Linked DNA regions of Mus musculus: all the other regions are linked to region 1. A link is a contact called in public HiCAR-type, HiChIP or PLAC-seq, capture Hi-C and promoter capture Hi-C data. All regions are on one chromosome and are shown on one strand. The core of a region is the stretch at or near the end of the contact, and the rest is flanking DNA. Distances in the headings are between cores, read along the strand shown.

The links. Promoter capture Hi-C pulls out the DNA fragments that hold promoters and counts their contacts. HiCAR-type assays count read pairs that join an accessible place to other places. HiChIP or PLAC-seq counts read pairs in DNA pulled down with a chosen protein or histone mark. Capture Hi-C pulls out chosen DNA fragments and counts their contacts.
Region 2: a contact with region 1 is called in an H3K27ac HiChIP or PLAC-seq map of differentiating embryonic stem cells, with 6 times the contacts expected there. The contact joins the enhancer-like site here to the promoter of Brip1os in region 1. A contact is called at or near these places in 9 of 39 promoter capture datasets (the 3T3-L1 cell line, 3T3-L1-derived adipocytes, the C10 cell line and 4 more) and 11 of 115 datasets of contacts at active chromatin or transcription factors (T-cell acute lymphoblastic leukemia, bone marrow-derived macrophages, craniofacial prominence and 8 more).
Region 3: a contact with region 1 is called in a promoter capture Hi-C map of adipose tissue, with 2.3 times the contacts expected there. The contact joins the promoter of Gdpd1 here to the promoter of Brip1os in region 1. A contact is called at or near these places in 1 of 39 promoter capture datasets (liver), 5 of 115 datasets of contacts at active chromatin or transcription factors (bone marrow-derived macrophages, double positive thymocytes, embryonic stem cells and 2 more) and 1 of 9 other capture datasets (adipose tissue).
Region 4: a contact with region 1 is called in a capture Hi-C map of embryonic stem cells, with 2.4 times the contacts expected there. The contact joins the promoter of Ypel2 here to the promoter of Brip1os in region 1. A contact is called at or near these places in 1 of 39 promoter capture datasets (pre-B cells), 1 of 484 Hi-C or Micro-C datasets (the G1E-ER4 cell line), 6 of 115 datasets of contacts at active chromatin or transcription factors (bone marrow-derived macrophages, double positive thymocytes, embryonic stem cells and 2 more) and 1 of 9 other capture datasets (embryonic stem cells).
Region 5: a contact with region 1 is called in a HiCAR-type map of astrocytes, with 6 times the contacts expected there. The contact joins the promoter of Appbp2os here to the promoter of Brip1os in region 1. A contact is called at or near these places in 4 of 39 promoter capture datasets (hippocampal neurons, liver and pre-B cells), 1 of 484 Hi-C or Micro-C datasets (B cells), 8 of 115 datasets of contacts at active chromatin or transcription factors (acute myeloid leukemia, astrocytes, bone marrow-derived macrophages and 4 more) and 2 of 9 other capture datasets (adipose tissue and liver).
Region 6: a promoter capture Hi-C map of second pharyngeal arch cranial neural crest shows a contact between it and region 1, with 5 times the contacts expected there. The contact joins the promoter of Ppm1d here to the promoter of Brip1os in region 1. A contact is called at or near these places in 11 of 39 promoter capture datasets (the 3T3-L1 cell line, 3T3-L1-derived adipocytes, the C10 cell line and 7 more), 2 of 484 Hi-C or Micro-C datasets (embryonic stem cells and regulatory T cells), 13 of 115 datasets of contacts at active chromatin or transcription factors (the NIH/3T3 cell line, astrocytes, bone marrow-derived macrophages and 9 more) and 3 of 9 other capture datasets (adipose tissue, liver and pancreatic islet).
Region 7: a contact with region 1 is called in a promoter capture Hi-C map of liver, with 5 times the contacts expected there. The contact joins the promoter of Bcas3 here to the promoter of Brip1os in region 1. A contact is called at or near these places in 3 of 39 promoter capture datasets (the C10 cell line, embryonic stem cells and neural stem cells), 4 of 484 Hi-C or Micro-C datasets (B cells, CD4 T cells, embryonic stem cells and 1 more), 22 of 115 datasets of contacts at active chromatin or transcription factors (the NIH/3T3 cell line, astrocytes, bone marrow-derived macrophages and 15 more) and 3 of 9 other capture datasets (adipose tissue, liver and pancreatic islet).

Annotation. Positions count from the first base shown.
Region 1 is chr11:86,199,739-86,202,918 of GRCm38.p6, reverse strand. It overlaps Brip1os (BRCA1 interacting protein C-terminal helicase 1, opposite strand), which reads right to left and starts at 1,559. Exons shown (of 7, transcript NR_130959.1): 1 at 1,367-1,559. Brip1 (BRCA1 interacting protein C-terminal helicase 1) reads left to right here and starts at 1,726. Exons shown (of 20, transcript NM_178309.2): 1 at 1,726-1,810.
Region 2 is chr11:85,391,107-85,394,054 of GRCm38.p6, reverse strand. The region is part of intron 5 of Bcas3 (breast carcinoma amplified sequence 3); the gene reads right to left. Among named protein-coding and RNA genes, the nearest start is that of Bcas3, 39 kb to the right of the region's middle. Within about 2 kb of position 1,289, at least 96 of the 459 cell types and tissues checked have an H3K27ac peak or open chromatin away from gene starts, as enhancers often do. A contact at or near this core is called in craniofacial prominence, differentiating embryonic stem cells and forebrain, where this site is marked.
Region 3 is chr11:87,072,733-87,075,618 of GRCm38.p6, reverse strand. It overlaps Gdpd1 (glycerophosphodiester phosphodiesterase domain containing 1), which reads left to right and starts at 1,482. Exons shown (of 10, transcript NM_025638.2): 1 at 1,482-1,783. The coding sequence starts at 1,642.
Region 4 is chr11:86,991,954-86,995,101 of GRCm38.p6, reverse strand. Ypel2 (yippee like 2) reads left to right here and starts at 1,340. Exons shown (of 5, transcript NM_001005341.3): 1 at 1,340-1,510. It overlaps Gm51915 (a long non-coding RNA gene), which reads right to left. Exons shown (of 3, transcript XR_003949754.1): 2 at 2,929-3,068; 3 at 765-2,759.
Region 5 is chr11:85,233,845-85,237,067 of GRCm38.p6, reverse strand. Appbp2os (amyloid beta precursor protein (cytoplasmic tail) binding protein 2, opposite strand) reads right to left here and starts at 1,902. Exons shown (of 4, transcript NR_028329.1): 1 at 1,736-1,902. It overlaps Appbp2 (amyloid beta precursor protein (cytoplasmic tail) binding protein 2), which reads left to right and starts at 1,948. Exons shown (of 13, transcript NM_025825.3): 1 at 1,948-2,396. The coding sequence starts at 2,259.
Region 6 is chr11:85,309,723-85,312,767 of GRCm38.p6, reverse strand. Ppm1d (protein phosphatase 1D magnesium-dependent, delta isoform) reads right to left here and starts at 1,514. Exons shown (of 6, transcript NM_016910.3): 1 at 845-1,514. The coding sequence starts at 1,295.
Region 7 is chr11:85,351,892-85,354,717 of GRCm38.p6, reverse strand. It overlaps Bcas3 (breast carcinoma amplified sequence 3), which reads right to left and starts at 1,554. Exons shown (of 24, transcript NM_001166643.1): 1 at 1,485-1,554.

The DNA.
Region 1 (3,180 bases), core at 310-2,809:
GTGGACCTTCAGGTGCTCCCTACCTTTAGGGGTGTTGAAGTCCCAGTTCGGTCTGGTCAATGGGAAGCCTGCATCAATATTCCCTGGCAGGAGGGAAGGGCGCCCACCTGACCCCGGGACATGTATCCTAGCCTCAAGGATTCGCTGCTTTTCCTCTGTGGTAAAGAGAACCTGAAGCAGTTGCTGACTATCTTCCCATGTGGGCTGATGGGAGAAGTGATTCAATTAAGTTAATTAGACCTTGTGGATTCTCAGAAAATGAGGGGTTATGAGTTTTCCAGTTATATAAGTCATTGGAGGAAAACGGCCAATACTGAAAGGCTGATGACCTTGTTCATCCGGGGACCATAGGCCGGGAGGGGCAGAATATGGGCACCCTCAGGAGTTGCCTCCACTGTCTCTGAGTCTCCTGAGCAGGTCCCTCTGACCTGGGGAGGGAGGAGGATGGCGAGTCCCCCTGATTCTCCAGGCGGAATGGGCGGGGCCAAAGGCCCTGCAGCTTGAGCTGCATGAGGAGAGAGAGAGAGAGAGAGAGAGAGAGAGAGAGAGAGAGAGAGAGAGAGAGAGAGGATAAAGGGGAGGGAGATAAAGAAGAAGATCAGTATCCGTGGTGGGGAGAACATCTTTCTTGGGCCTATCCTGAAGGGCGAAGATTGGCACAGCCATTGGTCCTGAAGAGGAACCGGGCGAACACAAGGAGGGGGATCGGTGACTAAATCTTCCCACACTATGATATATGGGACCTGATTAGGGTGGCTCTTCGAGCCAGCACCAAAAATGCACCTCTTGACGGACAATATAAGAGGCAGTGAGAAAGAACCCTCAGGAGGCCATCCAATCTGAAAGGTGGGCCACTCTGACGAGCAAAAAGTAAACCATTTATTTTTCTTCACATTTACTGAGAGATTGTGAGCTCTAGTCTTAACCTCCCTCCAATGTTCTAGAGTAAAACTCGGAGGGGTGGAAGGTCAGTGTCCCATTCTGTCCAAAAATAACGTCAGTCCCAGTCCACACACAAAAAGAAAAACAGAAAGTAAAATACCAACGCGCCCCTGCCACGAGCGCCACAGAAGATACACTGAATAACTTGGTAGTGGTCTCTTTGCCACTGACCCCCAGATGAAGTCGAGCCCTCCCGGATCTCGCGGATCGGATCCGACTTCCCACTCTGAGAGTCTGGAGCGTCCTCCAGGACTCTTCGTTACCGCAGCGTTAAGGTCGCTTCTGGCAACCCCCGGCAGACAACTCCTTTGCAAACCGAAACCAAACTGACTTGCAGCCGACTCAAAATAGAGGGAACAGACGGAATAGACGCGCGGAATAGACGCACGCCAAGGGCGGACACAAAGAGACACAGCCGCGGTACCTGCTCGAACAATCCTCCGGTCTCCTGTCACTGGACCCGCCAGCAGGACGATTCCCGGTCAATGCACCAAATGTAAGACCCGTCTAACGCCCATTTTGTGCTTCTTAAAGTCTCACAGTACAAGAATTTTTTTTTTTCCTTCAAGCAAATGTGCGGAACTTGTCCCAGTCTTTTTCGCGGGGTGGGGTTTGGGGGAGGGGCGGTGCTCGTCTTCCGGTCCCGCCAAGTACTCGAGGGTTGATTTTACTTCGCGGGCTCCCATTGGGCGGTATAGCGTTGGCCTCGTACGATGATTGGCTGTTTCCTTTTCCGGTCTGGCTGTGTGATTGGCTGACTGGGAACCGAGGGGCGGGAGGCGCGAATTCATCTGTGTGGCGCTGCGGAGTGCAGCCTGGAGAGGGAGGAGTGGCTGTACCTTGGTACCTGGCAGCGTCGGAACAGCCGGTGAGGGAGGACTTTCGTACTCGCGAGCTTTCCTTGTAGGTCGGCTCCGCGTTGCCTTCTGTCAAACGTCAGCCGTTCCTTTTCTCTGGGAGCGGGAGCCAGCCGTGGGCAAATGGAAAGGAGGGCGCGGGGAGGGGACGGGCTCCTGCAGGCTGGCGCCGGCGGGCTCTCGGGCTCTATGGTGTGGCTCCCCGTGGACATGTGAGAACTAGGAGCTTGGGGAAGGAAAGCTGAGGGCCAGGGAGCCTGTCCTTACATTCTGTGAACGCAGGCTGGAGGTAGCCCCAGCTTCCGCGGTACTTCTGGAAGGGCTACAGATTTGTTAACCCGCCCCCCCCCCCCCCTTCTCTTAAAGAGACAGGGTCTCACCCTCCAGCTCTGGCTGGGCTGGAACTCGGAGTGCAGACCTGGCTGCCCTCGATCGATCGTACAGAGATCCACCAGAGATTGTTGGGGGCCAGAAGAATTGCGCCACCACATCCGGAAGTGTGATTGTCTGATGAGTTTTGAGAGGAATGTTGCCACAGCTTCAGGCATAGATTGCCATCTCGATTAATTTTAGTAACACAATATTGAGTTTTTGCTTCAGAATAAGCTGTTAGAGTCCATTAAACCTCAGAGGTTTACAGATAAAAATCAGTGATTGGATACTTTTTCTAACAATATCTTTTATTTATTCTTTGATAGTTTATGCATATATACAAAGTATCTTGACCTATCCCCAGTACATCCTTCACACTGCTTCGGGACCCCTTCACACGCCCCTCCCACCCAATGAGTCCAATTAGTACTGCCTGATGGGATGTTGACAGGTCTCCTTGGCTTGATTTTATGCAGGTCTTGTCTGACAGAACAATATTTAGAAATGAAAAATAACTTAAGAGTGGTGGGTTTTTTGGAGCACAGAAGCTGTGGTTAAAGTTATTGACTTCATGACCTGTTGTACCTTCTGTCTTAACCATCTCCATTCACAGACTGAGTTTACCAGATTTTCTCACCACTGTCGAAATTCTTCAGTCAATAAAAGTGTCTGGGAGGTTAGGTGATGCAAACAGTGGGATTTAAATCTATTTTGTTTCAATTATAATCTCCTGATTTCAGAATTACTGAGCTGACTCAGCAGGTAAAGGACTCAACCGAGCTAGCAGTGTTTAATTCCTGAGACCCACATGGTGAGAGGAGGGAACCTATTCTGTCTCCAGAACACTGTCTTCTCACTTCCACACACGTGTCATGCCATGCGGGTTCTCCTCCCCCAGTAAACTAAAAGATGATTTAAAAAAAATTAAGTGAATTTCTGTGGAAAGATACTTTCTCCCTTACAACAATTTTTAAAGTTAGATATTATTGCAGAAAAGAATTTTAGACTT
Region 2 (2,948 bases), core at 40-2,539, 810 kb after region 1:
CATCTTATAACAACAGATAAGAAGGAAACTGTTTAATAAAAAACTGGAAGAAATTATTTGGTGAAATCTTCCACCCAATGCAGCAATCAAACATTTTTCTGAAATCTTAAAATGTACCACTTCTTTGGTTTCTAGACACACATATATGAATGGACTAAGAAATGGTATTGCCTACTTCTATTAAAGATGTGTTGTTAAGTTCTGAGTCTCCACCTCTTGAGAATAAACAAAGAAGGGCAAAGCAGAGAATGTTGAGTAAGCAATTACATTTTGAAAATACAGTAAAGATAAAAAAATAAGTCTATTTTCATAGAATTAAAAATAAGGTAAAACTTACAGTTGTAATAAGAAGGGTAATGAAAAATCGCACTTGTGAAATTTACACACATAACAAACTACAATGTGAACACGAAATCTCCTGTTCTGTGCTTTCATTTCCATGGGCCTGAGCAGGCATTTGTGGCTCGATCTAACAAAATTCTAACGTTAAAAAATATAATCTTATTACCCTGAGCCTCTGTGCTCCAATATACTATTGTTTTAAGATCTCTCAACATAATTGCAATACGTTTGTCCTCACTGAATTTAATACACTAGAGCAGAAAACATAGAAAAAATCCAAACACATGAAGCTTTACAATAAAACAATTTTCAAAACAAAGCAACCTCCTTATTCTAACCTGAACACATCTTTACATGTACAGCAACAGGTGAGAACAAAAACCAGGAGGATAACAAAAATGCACCCCCACATTCACTGCGGGAGCCCGCACTGAGTTGGGGAGCTGAGCTAGAATCCTCAGGTACAGCCTAGGAAAGGGAATGGAGGAGGCACTGTGCCATACACAGAGAGCTGGGGACATCCTAGACGCCTGACTCTATGCTGCTGAAATCAGAAGCATAGTTCTAACTGCAGAACGTAAGTCGCAAGTATCAGCCTCCCGGGAAAGAACCCTCCAACCATCCGTGAAAATCCTACATGAGAACAACACTGCGCGCAGACAGCACTACTCGGCATAGCCAGACAGGGCCTTCACATCAGAAAGCACACAGACGGGGATGGCTCCCAGCTGCCTCTAATACTTTCATCCAGCATGTTCATGGGTAACTTTGCTTTCAAATAAATACCAAAACAAGGTTAACTCAGTCAAAACTACTTTTGGGTTTCCCAGAAAAAAAGATCTTAGAAAATGGCAAAGAATCTCAATGAGGGAGAGCGTGTGGCCTGAAAAGTGAGCTGCAAGCTTACTTCTAAACTGAACAGCAGGGGCACGAGAGAGTGGACCCAGGACTCCAGGCTGGAGAGGAGGGTACACAGGAGGCCGCTCCCTCCCAGAGTTCCTCCTGGTCTCCGCCTTTGTCCTGCTGGCATTTAATTTCTGATGACAGACTTTTGTTGTTTAGGGCATAAACCGGACGTACCAGTTTGAAGGCACAATAAGGAGAACAAAGAATGATTTGTTCACACTGTAGGAAAAAAAATCTTTTCCAACCATAGAAAATAGCTTTCGCATGGTGAAAATATGCAAATTACATACCAAACTGGAAGGGAGTTGGGGAATACAAGTTTAGAATCTCACAACTCAACCTAAGGAAAAGGAAATTACAGTGCAAAAGACAGCGATCCACACACAGAATCATCTGGGAGACCTCTGAGAGCCAGCCTGCTCTGAAACCCTGGCGTGTCACGGACAACAGAATGGATCCCGGGTGAGCCCCAGGACACACACAGTGCTCTGCTCTACAGAGACAGAGAACTAGAATCCAAAGACTTTTTTGGCAAACTCTACTGACAGACAGCTTTCTATTTAAAATGTACGTGTCATCAGTTATACATGTACAGGCTAATGAATGTTCCATAAAGCATCTATGCTACTGACATACACCTCAAAAAAATTAGGCTGGTAACAAATGCAGAGGCAGGCGAATCTTGACCACATCTTGGAAGCCAAGCTTGCCTATACAAGAAATTTCACACCAGCTCAGACTAAAAGTTGACACTCTATCTCCAAAAAAATTAATAAATAAAACAACAAAAAGTTACAAGGCTTCAGAAGGCTTGCCACATCCCTCCCCGGTTATAGCCACAATCTTAACTTTCAAGACTGGGCACACATTTGCATTACTGGACACAGTGTAACTGGGGTCATATAGTATACTCTTATAGAACCTCTTCCACATTACTATGATTATAAATTAATTCATGTCAATGAATATGATTACAAGTCTTTCTTTCATTGGATGAAAACACTATGATTTTACATATCCCACCACTGACAGGCCTCTAATACATTTCTAGTTTGGACCCAGCAGAATTCCAGCTTCCTGGCCACCACAGTAACACAAGAGAAAGTTGGACATAATGATACACACCAATAACCCAGCACTTGAATGCTGAAACCTTTGAAATTACAGTTTCAAGGGCAACCTGGGCTGTGGAACAAAATCTTGTCTCAAAAAACGAAAACCAAACAAAGGCAGCTGGGCTGATGAGCATTACTGTGATCTTACTCAGAAGACCCAAGTCTTGTGTTTCTTGGTCACAGGTTCAGGCTCTGCCTGCTGGACTATACAGAGTGGCATCAAAAATCACCAAGGCGACTTAGTGAGAACCTATCTCAAAAACAACATTGTTAATAAACAGTGCGAGGATACAGCGCAGTGTGGGGATGATTATGTAACGTGAGGCCCTAGGATCAATATCTAATTCCACCAAACAATCGTACAAACAAATCAAGAAAAATTATATAAGAATTCACTAATTCTTCCAGTGGACTACCTGCCAGGCCACCATGATGTCATCTAATTTACAGCAATCTATACCACTTTATTTGTGCTATTTTACAATACTGTACAATACTAAATATCAAAAACTGACAGTAATGGTTCTTTGAGTTTTTAGAAATTGAACCCAGGACCTTGTACACACCAGGAAGGACTCAACCATG
Region 3 (2,886 bases), core at 233-2,732, 870 kb before region 1:
CTTTCCCCAGCATATGACAATCACCAATTGTGATTATGCTATCAATTAGATAAGTGCAAAATAAGTTGAGACCCAATGTAGTGTATTGTAATTGATCCTATTTTCCCAGATACATTTAAAATAGTGTCCTGACAGGATTAGATATTTTAGTCCCAATGTTTGTGAAATAGAGTGTTTACCACCTTTCCAAAAGCTGCCACTTGACCCAGCAAGATGGCTTAGTGGGAAAAGGAGCTGCCACCTTAGGTCTCCTTAGGTTGTCCTCTGCCTTTACACGTGCACACACATACACTACACAGGAAATAAGTAAATGCATAAAAAATAAATAAACGAGATAGGATCGGGTGCAGCAACCCTTGCCTGCAGTTCCAGCTAATGAGCTGGATGAAACCAAAAGACTGCTTCACCCTTAGGAGTTTGAAGCCAGCCGGAGCTCAATACTGTGAGTCTGCCTGTTGTTGCAATTGTCCTGGGACTCAAACCCCTGGCCTTAAGGGAAGGCAGACGCAAGTGGATCTCTAGCCCTATTGTCATAGCGAGTTCCAGATCAGCCTCGGTACATAGTGAGACCCAGTCTCTAAGGGGGGGGGGGGCCGGGGGGGAGGAGACAGGAAGGGAGGGAGAGAGAACGGAGAGAGGAAGGGAGAGAGGAGAAAAGGGAAAGAAAAGAATCCCAATACTTAGAAGGCAGAGGCAAACTGGTCTCTGTGAATCAAGAGGCCAGCACACAGTCAACACAGTGAGACACCCTGTCTCAATAAACAAATCCAAACCTTGAATGTGCTTGGAAAGTGCTTTACAACTGAGCCACAGCCACAGCCTTTGTGGCTAATTACTTTGCATAAAATACGATCCACAGCTGGGCTTGCCTACCATCCCAACACTCTGGAGGCTGAGGTAGAAGAACCTGAAGTCGAAGACTCTATCCTCTGGTATATAGTGAATTCAAGCCCGGACTGGGCTAAGTAGATCCTATCTCACAAAACCAAGACCCTGCCCCCATAAAACGTGGTTCCTACTGTATTTCTAGTTTGTAAGGTAGGAGATGAAAAAGAAAAATGGAAAAGTTAGTTGCCAGTCTTTATAGGAAAGGACTTAGTGGTCAGTTTCTTTATTCATGTTTATTTTGTACTGGGGCTTGAATCCCGTACGATCTAACCAACTAGGCTACGAGTTCGAGGTATCAGTAACAATTCTTCGCTTTTCCCACAGAAAGGACTAGGACCTGGCCTGGAATCCTCCTTTGATGCACATTTCCCAGTTACGTCAGATTTTCCCCGAAGGCTATCCTGGCTTGAGAGCGTTTTCGGCTTAGGGACTGCCCAAACAAATCCAAACAAATAAAACCACTGGCAAGTTTCCAACCTCTTGCCTCGGGGTCTTCTTCGAAGCACCTGCGCGTGGGACCACAGCTGCCAGACGCCCAACGCTCCGCGCCGTAGCGCGCCTGCGTATCTGAGCCCCTTTGTTGCTCGGGCGCTGGGGTCGGGCTGCGCCTGCGTGCTGAGTCCGCACGAACAAGTGCGCTACGCCGAGGGCACCGGCTGAGGGCGAGCAGACCTCGAGCAGCTGCCGGCGCTGCGGCCGTTGCTACCATCACAGCACAGTCGGGGTCTCAGGCCCAGAAGGCGGTGACCGAGGATGTCGTCCACCGCGGCTTTTTGCCTTCTCTCTACTCTGGGGGGATATTTGGTCACCTCGTTCTTGTTGCTTAAATACCCAGCGTTGCTGCACCAGAGAAAGAAACAGCGATTCCTCAGTAGGCACATCTCTCACCGCGGAGGTGAGAGGGGTCCCCAGAACCCGATGGCGGGGATGGGGGAGGCTTCCTAGCAGGAGGTAGAGGATGGGGATTCTGGAGAGGCTGACGAAGAATGGGCTCCTGGAACTGGAGGGCTTCCTCAGATGAGTGGTCCGGAGGGGAGGGAAGGAAAGGGGTCTCGTGTCCCAGTCCTGGTGGGCGTCTCTGGGGAGCTAGGGTGACAGGGCTTCTGTGAGGAGGAGAAGCGCAGGATGAGAGACAGAAGTGGGGCGTTCCTCGGCCGATGGAGGGATGATCGGGAGGTCCCTTCTTGGCAGCCTGGCACAAAGCCGGTGCAGATCCAGGAGACACCCGCAGGGGGAAGTAGGAACGGACAGACTGCTTGGAATAGGCTGGTGGCTGAGTCCGTGGGGAAGAGCTTGGGCTCCGGCAGAGCTGAGGATCTGCGAGTACCTGGAGCGAGAGCTGAGGAGTCTGCGATGCCACGCTCCACGCGTTTGTAATTGAGCTCTGGAGAGAAATGTCTCCAAACCAGGGACATTTTCCAAGGTCACAGAGTGTGGACTGAAGTGGCACAAGCAACTTGGAGAGTTCTGGTTCTAAGGATTCCAAAACCTAGCACCTGGGTTGTTGTTTTACTTTGATTTTTGAACATTACCCCAGCAATGGTTGGTGGGCTTCTAAAAGACTAAAATATTTAGCTTATGATCAGTCAGTATTTTTTTAAAGATGTTTCTCTTGCAAAAGTATATTGCTTTTATACAATATCAAGTATATAAGGGTTGAAGCGAGTCCGCTCCGCCTTCTAATTTACTATAACAGGCCACATCTTTGCTTCTTCACTGCTGTTCAATAATGTGGCTTCAGGACATTTCAATTTTTTTTTTTTTATAAGTAATAGTTTTAATTTTTTTTTTAAAGATTTATTTATTTATTATATGTAAGTACACTGTAGCTGTCTTCAGACACTCCAGAAGAGGGAATCAGATCTCTTTACAGATGGTTGTGAGCCACCATGTGGTTGCTGGGATTTGAACTCTGGACCTTCGGAAGAGCAGTCGGGTGCTCTTACCCACTGAGCCATCTCACCAGCCCAGGACATTTCAATCTTAAGGTATAAATTA
Region 4 (3,148 bases), core at 91-2,590, 790 kb before region 1:
CGATGTACATTCACTGAAGACAATTTAGTTGATTGCATATGTATTAAAAACAGCTGGGTGGAGTGACAGGTGACGTTTTTGAGTCACCCGGGGATCTACCCAAATACCAGCCTGGGTTTGTGTGTAAACTGCTGCCAGATAGGAGACCAAAGGTTCCTGGGCCTCCTTCAGCACCCCAACCCCGCATGAACTTTTTTTTTTTCTCTTTTTCAGTAACCTGGCTAGCTTGGACCGATCTAACCAAGAATGACCTTAAACTTCTAACACTTCCCAAGCCTTGGGTTATAATTGGGCTATAAAGCAGAGAACCACCTTGTCCAATTACCTTGTGTTTTTTTCTCTTCTAAAATAGCAATGAAAACATGTATTTTGCCCCAACACCATTCAGAATCCCAGTGTCTTAGAAAAAAGGGTGGGTCTGCCGTGTCTCCCCCGCCCCCCCCCCCGCAGAAATTCTTTTATCAAATTGACCTGTTTTCCGGTAGGAAGACTCTGCCCCACTCCACCCACCTGGTGCCTCCCTGGACTTCCCGACTGTCATGAGTTTATTTTTTAACCCTCTCTTCCTTGAAAAGCACCACCCCACTGACCCAGAATGCCAGTTCCTCCCTTTTGGTCACCTTGACTACTCTTATTGTATTTTCTGTTGCTAATAGACCTCACTAACCATTAGCAATAGGGATCCCAGTTTCTCTATAGTCTTTCTCTATGCTCTTCCACTCTCAGTACTGGGGATCCAACCCAGGGACTCGAACACACCAGACAACCCTTTCCTAGTTTTAATTAGGAAATTTCGAGCAGGGCAGAGGAAATAGAGAATCTCCGCTTCTGAGCAGGGCATGGGTGGGCATGACGAGACTGGTACTATCTTACTAAATACACCTGCCTTGAACTCTGCGGGTCACTTTTAGTAACTTAGGCTCTGGGTCAGGAGTGGCTTAAAAAGTGGAGCGAGGAATTACTATCTAGGTTCTCAAAACAAAAGCACTGTAAATCCCACTTCCCAACATAACCCCGGGTCCTGGGAATCCCAGTAAAGCCAGACAAACAGGCTCCTATCTCAGAGAGCTCCCCCACTCTAATCACCTCTTCTCCCAGCCCTGCCCGCCAGCTGCCAGGACTGGCGGGACCCAGACCTTGCCACACTCCTCGCACGCGCGCCCCGCCAGGGCCGAGGGGCGGGTGGGGGTTGGGGGCGGGAGGCAGGGAAAGCAGGGGCGGAGTTCCGTCCTCCAGTGATTGGCTCCTGGCGGATGGGCTGCGGCCGTGCAGGGCCAACCAGTGGCGTGTTGCTATGTGCTGAGCCGATGGGATAGGCGCGGGGGCGCGTCTGTCACCCGGCAAGCCCCCAGCCCGGATTCGGAGGGATGCGGAGCGGCAGTGGCGGCGGCGGTGGCGGAGACTGTGGCTTTAAGAGCGCGCAGGGAGCGCTAGAGTCAGCCGTGCAGTCCTTCATCGCCAAGCACTCCGGAGAGCCCGGCGCTGGCCGGACCGGGCAGCCTACCGCCAGGTATGAGGGATCTCGAGCTGGGCTCGCGTGGGCGTGGGGCGCATTCCGCTCCAGTTCGGGCTGTGCGCCCTGGGGACGGTCGGGCTCCTGGGCTGCGTGCAGCCGGGCTCGGCTGGGGCGGTGCTGTCGCGGTCCCGAGGGGGCTCCCCGAAGGTTCCCGGGGTGCTAGGGGCGGGGAACGGGTTGCTGCAGCCACGTGACCGGTTTGTTTACAAACACTGGCGCGCGCTCCGGGTTCGGGACTCGGCGGGTGGCGACGAGCCGCCTGGCAAATATGGGGACCCAGAGACCTGAGCGCCAACGCCTCCCTTGTTCGGCGTGACCCACCCCCCACGGATGGCACCCGGCGGCACCCGGCTGTATGGTCGATGTCTCCATTGAGATAGTTGGGTCTGGGGCACGTCGCCCTCTAAAGTCCCCGGAGCGCTTCGGCAGCCCCAAGCCAAGGGAACCACAGCGAGTTCCTGCCTGGACGCTTCCCGGCGCCTCCCCTGCGGCCTTGCCAAGGGGTGGGCACGAACTCTGTTGCCAGACTCGCTGCGGGGGCCTCTGCGGAGAGTCCCTCCCGCAGCTGGCTCCTGCCTCTCTTCCTGCTTCAAGTTTACCTGCCTGGTTGCTGACTCCCTTCGGGTGATTTTTTTTTTTTTCCGAAACAGTGGAACCTTACACCCGTCTCCTGGCTGGCACTTAGGGGGAAGCACTGTTGCTTTGGACCCCTCGTGCAAAGAACTGCCTGCCACCTCTGACTTCACTTTTACCCACAGTTTTTAAAAAGCTGAGCGAGCATCCTCCGGTTTGCCTAGCCTTCCACGGCCCGGCTGCTGGAAATGGCAAATGCGCCGGAGCCCTGCTTTTTGGCTTCCTTGTTGATTTGTTGTTGCCACGTTGGAGGGTCTTTGAGCCACTGAGTTGGAGTCCTATTAGTCTTTTGTTCCTCATGCTTGTCTTCGTTCTCGCAAGATGGGCTCCCTGTCCAGAGCACTGAACAACAAGCCTAGGGATTACTTTTCTGAACCCCATTTACAGAACATTAGAGGCACAAAGGAATTACAGTAAACCTCATGCTTGAGGCTCTGCAGTAGTCTGCCTGGTTTGGGGGTTTACAGGATCTGGTCAGTAAGATTGGGTTGCTTTTCCTTTTGGCACACACTGCTGTAGGTTTTACCTGAGTTCAGTCCATCAGCTTTCTTAGCATTTGATATTCTTATCTTTGAGGAAGTTTCACTCTCTTTACATCATTTTGTAAATTCTGTAATTTGTCAAAAATAATGGCTTTATTAGAACATTTTCATACACATATCTCATTGTGACTGGTTCATACTTAACTATGACTGCTCCCACCCCCGGTTTTGTACTGAGCTGTGATGAGTGACTGGGTTCTTTACAAGCCCGGCCTGAGAAGAGCTGGGGAATCTTACCTTAGGCACTGTGATTTGTCCCGGATTCCACGACAGGGTCGGATGCGATAGAGCGGGGTACCTGGGCTCGTGCACTGCCTCAGTTGGGCTCTGCCTAGTTTAGGGTTCAGTAACATCACTTCTTAGATCTCTCTGCTTGCCTTGAGATAAGGGTGGGAAATGGAAAATAAAGAACACAGATAAGAATATGTGCCTTTGCCAGGCAGTGGCAGTACACGCC
Region 5 (3,223 bases), core at 653-3,152, 970 kb after region 1:
TCCAAAAATATATTTGAGCCCGAAAACTAATGTAGGATTTGCTAAAGGAACTATGTTTTTTCTTTTTCTTTCTTTTGTTGTTGTTTTGTTTTTTTGGGGGGGACAGAATTTTTCTGTGTAACCCTGGCTGTGCTGGAACTTCCTTTGGAGACCAGGCTGGCCTTGATATCTGCCTGCCTCTGCCTCTCTGTACTGGGACTAAAGGTGAGTGGCACCACAGCCCAGCAGGAACTATGTTCTTTATGATCTTAAAGGGGTAGGTAAAACTACGTCATGGCTCATACATCTTAAAAACTTTCAACAGAGCATGGCTGCAGGGGCCTGTAATCCTAGCTCTCAGTAGACTGAGACAAGATTCCCTGTTCCATGTCAGTTTGGACTCCAAAGCAAAGCTCCAGTTCTACTTCTAAAAAACAAACAAATAACACCCCCCCCCCCATCGTTCCCCAAAACAAAAACAACCAAACAACAGAAATTTGAGTTCACTGCTACCCACCAGCCTCCACCCCCACCCCCTGTCTTGGGAGATAGAGAATCAGTGCAAGTTTAAATCCAAAGCTAACAAGTTATTGTTCCAGGCCAGCCATGCCCATAAGTAGGACCCTGACTCAAAATCAATCATCAATCAATCAATCAAAGGGTGTTTTAGAGGTTTCTATGTTTTTTTTTTAAACTTGATAAATCTGTCAACCCTATTTTGAGGCTGACTACAGCTTTCCCAGGTTTGTCAATTATAGCCTAAGAAATCACAGGACTGAAGAAGTTTAAATGTGTGTATGGTTAATCAGTTTCACTGGATTTAAAGTGCATTTCTCCATTTGTTTGACATGCATTCTCAGACTACTAGAAGAATTTGGTAGGCAAGCCAAAACATTTAATAGATTCTTTTTTTTTTCAATGCAAAAATGGGGAAACGGGGCTTGAATGATTGCTCAGTAAAAAAATGCTGGCAACTACCTTTGATCCCAGCACTAGCGAGGCAGAGGCAGCAAGATCTCTGTGACTTGAGGCTAGCCTGGTCTACAGATAAAGTTCTAGGAGAGCCAGGGCATGTTAAACAAATTTTTCTTCTTTTAAAAAAAAAGAAAAAAGAAAATTGTCCCAGCACTCGGGAGGCAGAGGTAGGCAGATTTCTGAGTTCGAGGCCAGCCTGGTCTACAAAGTGAGTTCCAAGACAGCCAGGGCTATACAGAGAAACCCTGTCTCGAAAAACCAAAATTTAAAATAAAATAAAATTGGATAGGGGCTGGTGAGATGGCTCAGTTGATTAAGAGCACCGACTGCTCTTCCGGAGGTCATGAGTTCAAATCCCAGCAACTACATGGTGGCTCACAACCATCCCCAATGAAAAAGAATCTATGAGCTAGGGCTGAGCGAGTAGAGCAGGAGACAACAGGGCCAGAGCAAGAGGGACAGGCCTGGAACTCACACTGTAGACCAGGCTGGCCTGGAGCTCACAGAAATCCACCTGCCTCTGTCTCTGCAGTGCTGGGATAAAAGTGATGGGCCACCACATCCCTCAATATAGATTTTCTTTGTTTGAGACAGGGTCTCACTCCATAGACCTTGACCTCAGGAGATACCCCTGCCTCTGCCTCCCAAGCGATCCATTCCAAGTGCACCACCATGCCCCGTCCGTGCTGTGCACTTTTGTGAAAAAAAGATCAGTCCTAAAGTTCGTTGATCTAAAAGATCAATTCTTAAAGTTGAAGAGGGCTGTCGTCGAAAAACTCACTGAAACGAGACTGTGTTGGAGAGCCACAGCACGCTGGATAAAACACCACTCCAACTACCGCCCAGCTTCCCCGGTGTCTCGTCCTTTAGGAACAAGCACCCAGCGCCCCTCAGACGCTCCGCGCTCTTTCTCCGCAAGTTTTCCGCCTGCCGCATTCCTTCCCGGGCGCGTCGGCGCGTCGCGCGTTGACGTCATGACGCACACACGCAGCCCCGCCCATGCAGAGCTGAGAGCCTGGACGGAACTGGGCTCGCTCTCCTGTTGGGAATGTGAGGCTCTCGGTACGGTCGTGGTCTGCGTTCGTCCGGATCTTCCGTGGCCGCCGCTACCGCCGCTACCGCCAGCACCATCTGCCCTCAGGCCGCGCGCGCACGCAGAGGCCCGGCAGCCGGGTCCGAGAGGCGCGCGCACGCCCGCTCGCCCGCGTGGTCGCCGCCCCTCGGAAGCCTCCGGAGCCTCACACGGGTTCGCTACGGAGGGAGGCGGAGGCCTGCGGGAGGAGGCGGAGGAGGAGCGAGGGAAGATGGCGGCCGTGGAGCTCGAGTGGATCCCGGAGACGCTCTACAACACCGCCATCTCCGCTGTCGTGGACAACTACATCCGCTCGCGCCGCGACATCCGCTCCTTGCCGGAGAATATCCAGTTCGACGTTTACTACAAGGTACAGGCGATCTGTTCTATCGGACCCCGCCGCTGCTCCTGGGCCGCACCCCCTTCCACGTCCACGGCCCGGCCTGTAGCTCTCGAGGTAGCGTCGGCTGCGGTGGCCGCTTTCCGATACGCCGCCACCCCCGCGTCTGCCTCCCGGTCTGTGCGGCCCGGGGGGGTTCTTGTGTGAGAGCTATCCGCCATCCCCTTAGGGGCCCCAGGGTAGGCCTGCGGGAATGCCTGACCCAGCCGAGTCCCACCCGGTCCTCTAGTCGCTGGGGTATTTTCTGTCTTCTCTAGTGTTTGTATCAGCTGGACTTTTTTGTTCCGCTCCACCCCTAATTCTCCCTACTTTGTCATCTCGTCGATCCTCTTTACCCGAGTAACTGCTTTCTTTCTTTTTCTTTTTTTTTTCCCCTCCCTTCTCTAATCCGAGTTTCGTCCCTTTCCTTTCTTTCAATCCGAAATGATTTAGTTAGGGCTTAATGAAAATGGTCTGTGGGCTTCATTTGCATATCCTTGAAAGCTTTTTTGTGTGGTTTCTAGGTTTGTTTTGGTTTTTCGGTTTACACTTTGGGTTAAATTGGGAATTTTACTAATAGATTAGTAATAGACTGGATCTTTAGAAAGGACGCAGTGAAATTCCCTGAAAGCAAGAAGTAGAAATCTGAATTATACCAATGTGTATGAAAAGTGCGATTTTGCAGCATTCTTGCGTCGCTCCCTCTCAAAAATCTGCACAGAAAGTCCCAAGTTGCTCTCCAAGGAGTTTCAAGGGTAAGTGTTCATAGACGTGGACAATTTTTGCAGTGTTCTGAGAGGGAGGAGAACTTTATGGAC
Region 6 (3,045 bases), core at 265-2,764, 890 kb after region 1:
CAGAAGTACTGTCTGTCTCAGAGAGATTCAAAATTTAGATGGGACTACAATCACACTTAACTTTTAGGAATTAAAATACCTGTTACCAAAAACTACTTTGATGAGTAGTGACATGAGTGCTTTTCAGTATGAACTTTTGGAAAACTGAATGCAATTCTAAGTATCCCACACACACACACCAAGAAGTTAACACATGCCCCTAACATGGAGCCAATTTAATATTTAACACGTTGCACACCTTTCTCATAAACAATTCAAGGGATTACCCCAAAACACTATCACAAAAGTAAGTTGCCTATGTTACACTTCAGCCCTTCTAAATTGACTTACATCGAGCCAGAGCCATTCAGGTCAATCTGAAGAAGTGACACCACCGGTAGGAGGCAACCAAGAGGAACAAGCCCAACAAGAACAAAATTATGACAGATGCTAAGGGAACGCTCCAATTCTTGCCACCTCCTGCTTCTTTCACCTAGCCCGTGTAGAAACGTTTCTTAAATTTATCCCTCGGTTACAATCTGGCGCCGGCATTCAAACACTTCTGAGCGTGCTGCTACCAAAGTGAATTAGCGAAGGGAGAGGGGAGACTGTTGCCCCCTGATCGTAGGAGGGAGGAGATAATGCAAGGAGCGGTTGCTGGGAGACAAGCCATCCTAGCGTTTCCGAGGCCACTCGGTGTGCCTAGAACTCCAACCATGACAGTCTTCACTCGCATCCCTTGTTGGACAGCGTCGCTTGATGGATAGCGCTCTTGGTACCGGGGAGGCCCACGCGGTGCTGATGCTATAAAAAGCCCAGGGGGATAAGGGGAGAAAAGAAAAAAAGAGGCGGGCGGGGAACTTACCCAGTTTCTTCCACATGGCGAGGTGACAGGCGAGGAAACCTTTGCGGATGGCAGCGCACACCTTGGCGGGCTCGGACGAGGTGAAGCCTTTCTGCTTCTTGATGAAACCCCACAAGTGCTCCCGGGCAAACTGTGCCGCCTCCCGACCGCCGTGCCCGTCGCACACTGCAAAGAAGGCCACCGAAGAGCGGCGGCGACAGCAGCGGCCAGCGGGTAGCGAGGCCGCGGCGTCCGGGGCAGGGTCGCGGGCCGCCGCCGGGCCTTTTTCCGATGGCCCGACGCCGGCGAGAGTGGGGGTCGCCGGCAACCCGAGCGCCCGCCGCGGTACCGGCGCCGGCTTGTCCTCCGCAGCCGGCTCGGGCTCCACCACGATCTGAGTTACGTCCTCCATGTACTTCCTCCCGCCCTGGTCCGAGAAGACGCTCACTCCCAGCGAGTACAGCCCCGCCATGGCCGGCTGCCCGGGATCCCGCCGTTCCCACGCAGCCCGCCGAATTCCGAGGCGGGAGACACACTCGCCGCTCGCCGGCCAACTATTGTTTATCTTCGACGAAGCCGAGAGTGAAGAGGAGGCGGTCCCCGCGGCGGTGGGGGGGGGCGCGTGATGTCGGGACTTGTCCGCGAGAGCTGGGCCGGTCGAGTCGCGGGCGAGAGGAGCCGAGCAGCTGCGCCTGCGCACTGAACTCGCTCCCCGCCCGCCCGCGCCCACCATACAAATCAGACGTTCTTTCCCCCCCTTTCTCCTGATGACGTCACTCGGCTCGCTGAGACAGACCAATCAGGAGTCAAGAAGAGCAAGCTCGCCCCCGCCCTCCTTCCACCCCCGCATCTCTCTGCAACCGCTGATCTCGCTCGGCCCGCCGACCGGGGGAGCGCGCTCCTTGCCCGGTTTGTTTTCTCCAGCCTAGGGCTTCTGTACCCTGGGGGTTTTCCGCTGTTACTAAGCGGCTGAAGCCTCAACCTGTCATCTTTTTTTCCCCTTAAATCCCTAACGTGAGACTTCTGGCTTTTCCCCTTTGGTCCTTTTGCAGAGCCAGTTTTGCCTCCCGCGATTGTGGAAAATTTGCAGAGGTCAAAGGTAGACTTGACCTTCCACTTATTTCAAGCGAAATGGCGCGAAAATGCCCTGCAAAGTCGTTGGTCCGTGCGCTAGACCAGCGTAGCACGCGTGAACTGGCTTGGGTGGGACTTGTCCGGCTGGGAGTTAAGGGAAGCAGTCGGGTTTACTTAAGAAGACTTGGAATTTTCCACCGCCAGTTGCACAGCCCTGTTTTCCGCGATAACGTTAGGTCGGAGACCTGTCGGCGAGTTTAATTCCTAACACTTTACAGCCCTTTTTTTTTTTTAAGTATTTTGCATATTTCTTCCTCTTTTCAGCGTCGTTAATACTTTTTCGGACTCGTCTTGAATACAGCTATTACTGCAGAATCTAAGTTACCGTTTGGAAAAGGAGCATACAACAGGATCTCCATGCCCTAAAGACACGGTTATTTCCCTCCGTTCACAGAAGTTGACAGTCCCAACAACAAAATGAATGCTTTTAGACTGATTTCCACGAAATTGAAATAAGTTCTCGAGTGATCAACTTAATATTTTCTTAGCACCATATTCTTTTGAGGGAGTCAACGTGTTCCTTTATTATTTTCTGTACAGCCTTTGAGATTTCACAAAAAGCGTAATGGAAACTTATTTACAGCAGCATGGGAAATGCAAACAACAAGGAAAGGCTTTATGCTGGCCTGCCTTTCAACAACAGTTTCTATACCTCCCAAGACAATTCCTTTTAAAATTGTCATTAAATATTTATTTCATTTTCATTATGTGTGTATCTCTGTGGATGTTGTGTGGAGTCCCAACCCTCCGCCTACAACTGGAGTTACAGGTGGTTGTGAGCCAGATAGGCGCTCCAAACCAAAAAGCAGTGCAGGCTCTTAACCACTGAGCCATCTCTCCACTCCCCTAAAACAGCATTCTGAAATAACTGGGCCTTAACTTTTTTTAATTACTTTTTTTTTATGTACATTGGTGTTTTGCCTGTATGTGTGAGGGAGTCAGATTTCCTGGAACAGAAGTTACATACAGTTGTGAGCTGCCTTGTAGGTGCTGAAAATTGAACCTGGGTCCTCTGGAAATCCAGCCAGTGCTTCCAACCACCATCTATCTCCCCGGTCCCTTTAACAGTTTTTTTTCCCCATTTTTTA
Region 7 (2,826 bases), core at 305-2,804, 850 kb after region 1:
CAGGAAGTTACTTTTCTTTTTTTAAGATAGGGTCTTACCCAGGAATTGAGGCTGACCTTGAACTATGCAGTATCTGAAAGTCAAGACAGTTCAGTCTTTGGCAGAATCTTCCTATAATTTATAACTAGGAGGAAAAGAGACAGAGAACTAAATGGGAACTATATAACACAGGATCACTTAGAAAAACAAATATAGGGCTGAAGAGATGGTTCAGGGGTTAAGAGCACTGACTGCTCTTCCACAGGTCCTGAGTTCAATTCCCAGCAACCACATGGTGGCTCACAACCATCTGTAATGGGTTATGAAGCGCTCTTCTGGTATATCTGAAGACAGCGACAGTGTACTTACATATATAAAAATAAATAAATCTTTAAAAAAAGAAAAATAAAGAAATGCAAATATAAAGCTCAGTGGGACATAACATACCAGCAGTTCCAGTTCCCAGGAGGCTGAGGCAAGGAAATTGCCTTGAGTTCAAGGGCAATGTAAGCCTGAGATTCTTAGTATTTTATTTTTAAAAATATAATAATAATAATAATAATAATAATAATTTAAAAAGCTGGTCACAGGTGGTGATGCATATGCATGCCTGAGAGGCAGAGGCAGGAGGATCAGGAGTTCAAAGTCAACCTTAAGGGCACAGCCATATAAAGACCAGATGGCCCATGTGAGCCTCAGAACAAATACACGTAACAGGATACCACTCTGCCTTCAGATAAATCTGTTGAGGACAGATAAAACTGTGTAGCCACATTTAAATAATATTTTAACCTCCAGCTATTGTAACGTAATCACCAGCGTGTAAACAAATTTGGAATATAAACTCGTATAATATAAGGAGCCTCTGGATTTTCCCACAGTCTAAGTAAGTCCCAGACCTTGACTATCTAATGAGTTTCTGAATCATAGAGGTGGTTTGGAGAGTACAGAGTCTGCTTCATTATGGTTAAAGGGGGACTGGCAACAGAACTAAAGATGTCTTACAAGGCTCAGGAAAGCCCACAGCCTAAAAGCATCACTTTTAAGAAGGGTTCACTGTACCACCTCATTTGAAAAACCCCAAACTGTTGATCCCCACATTCCTATACAACCCAAACAACCCATTGTCCCAACTAGTCCAGCTACCCCTTTCTTAGGCAGTACCTTTCACCAGACCCCTCAGTACTCTCATCTTCATTCCACCCTCTATTACCCGAACCAGTCTCCCCACCTCTGTCCTTTAAAGGCCTTGTCACTTGAGAACAGCTCCTCGAAAGCCCCTCGGGCCCCACTCTCCCCAAAGTCACGGGAACAACACTCCACACTTCACCTCCAAAGCCCTACCACCACTGCCCCCGGCCGCCCTCTGGCCTCTTGCCCAGCTCTCCTCCAGTTTCAGCACCTTTCCCCGTCAACTGGGGCTGGTCAAGCCCTGTTTCCTCATGCTGCCTGTCCCTTTCCCTCTCCAAACCTCCCCTAAGCCAAAGACCCGCCAGCCCTCTCACCGGCCGCTCCGCCGGTAAACGCTGTTCTCCAGCTTCAGGCTCACTGTTTGGAGTCTCCCTCGTGATTGACGGCTAGCACTTCCTACCACGCCTCGGCGGAACCACCGCATCAGCCAATCCCAGGAGCAAACTGGCCCCGGCGCGGCACCGCCCTTGGAGGTCAGCTTCGCCAACCAGCGAGTAGGAAAGAGGCGGACCCGCCTTCAGAATCCATCCAATCCGCTGGGGCTGGAGGGAAAACACAACAGTATGGAAGTTCGGGTGAAGCGGGTGGGTCAGGTTCGGTTGTGAATGCAGGCGGCAGGGGAGAAAAGGCAGGCGTGTCTGCGGGCCTGGAAGAGGCACCTTGGTGGATTTTCTGTTTTAAGGAAACGCTACATGCACCAAATACCTGCGGACCTCAGCCAGAAGTCTCCAGCGAGGAGCCCGAAGCCAGGTATACTGGTGTGTTTACATCGAATTCTCGCGACAGCTGATTTGAAGCTAAAAGCACGTGGACGTGGCAGCTGCCAATCACTTTTACCTGACCACTCAGGCTGCCCGAGCCCGCCCTCCACCCCGCCCGCGGCGCTGTGTTTACCTTCCGGGAGTCTAGGCTGGCAGTCCGTGTTCAGTCCCCTGCTGAGTACGTCTTGCTCTGAATAAGGGGGCCTGTAAGAAATTTTGTTGGAGTCCTTAATGGTTACTGTCATAGGAATGGATGTTCGTGAACATCTGGAAATGGAGAGGCCCCAGACTTTGGAAGGGGGAACTTGTTGCACAATATAGGGATCCATAGAGAGTCTAAGAAGACTACCTGGGGCTTTGCAAGATGGCATTGGATACGTCTTAAGGGTTCATGGAGTCTCAAGTAGTCGTAGGCCGGGAGCTCTTGCTTAAAGAAACCCACAATCACACTCCTAGCTTTCCCATATATCTTTCCCCTGAGCACCTAGTAACCTGTACCAAAATCTCTTTTTATGGGATTCCAGTAACACATGCACTATATTCCCTATATTCCCAGCACTGGTGTACATAACAAGTTCTAAGCCAGTCCAGTGCCACCAAGTTTGAAAACACTGTCCCTTCCAAAAAATCTTTTTTAATAAGATATAATTCTTTTAAAAATAATAAACGGGCCTGGAATTTGGACATGATGCTCCTGCCTAGATGTGGACTAGGCGGCTAGGTATGACCAACAAGGAATTCGTAAAAGTACCTTTGCCTATCATACAGGTTAAAGTAGACTTTTTAGGCATGTCATCAGTGTCAAGAGTTAGCTGGAGGTCGTGGTCAAGGCCAAAAAAACTCATTTCCATGGCCATATGTCTTAGTTAGGGTTTCTATTGCTGTGACGAAACAC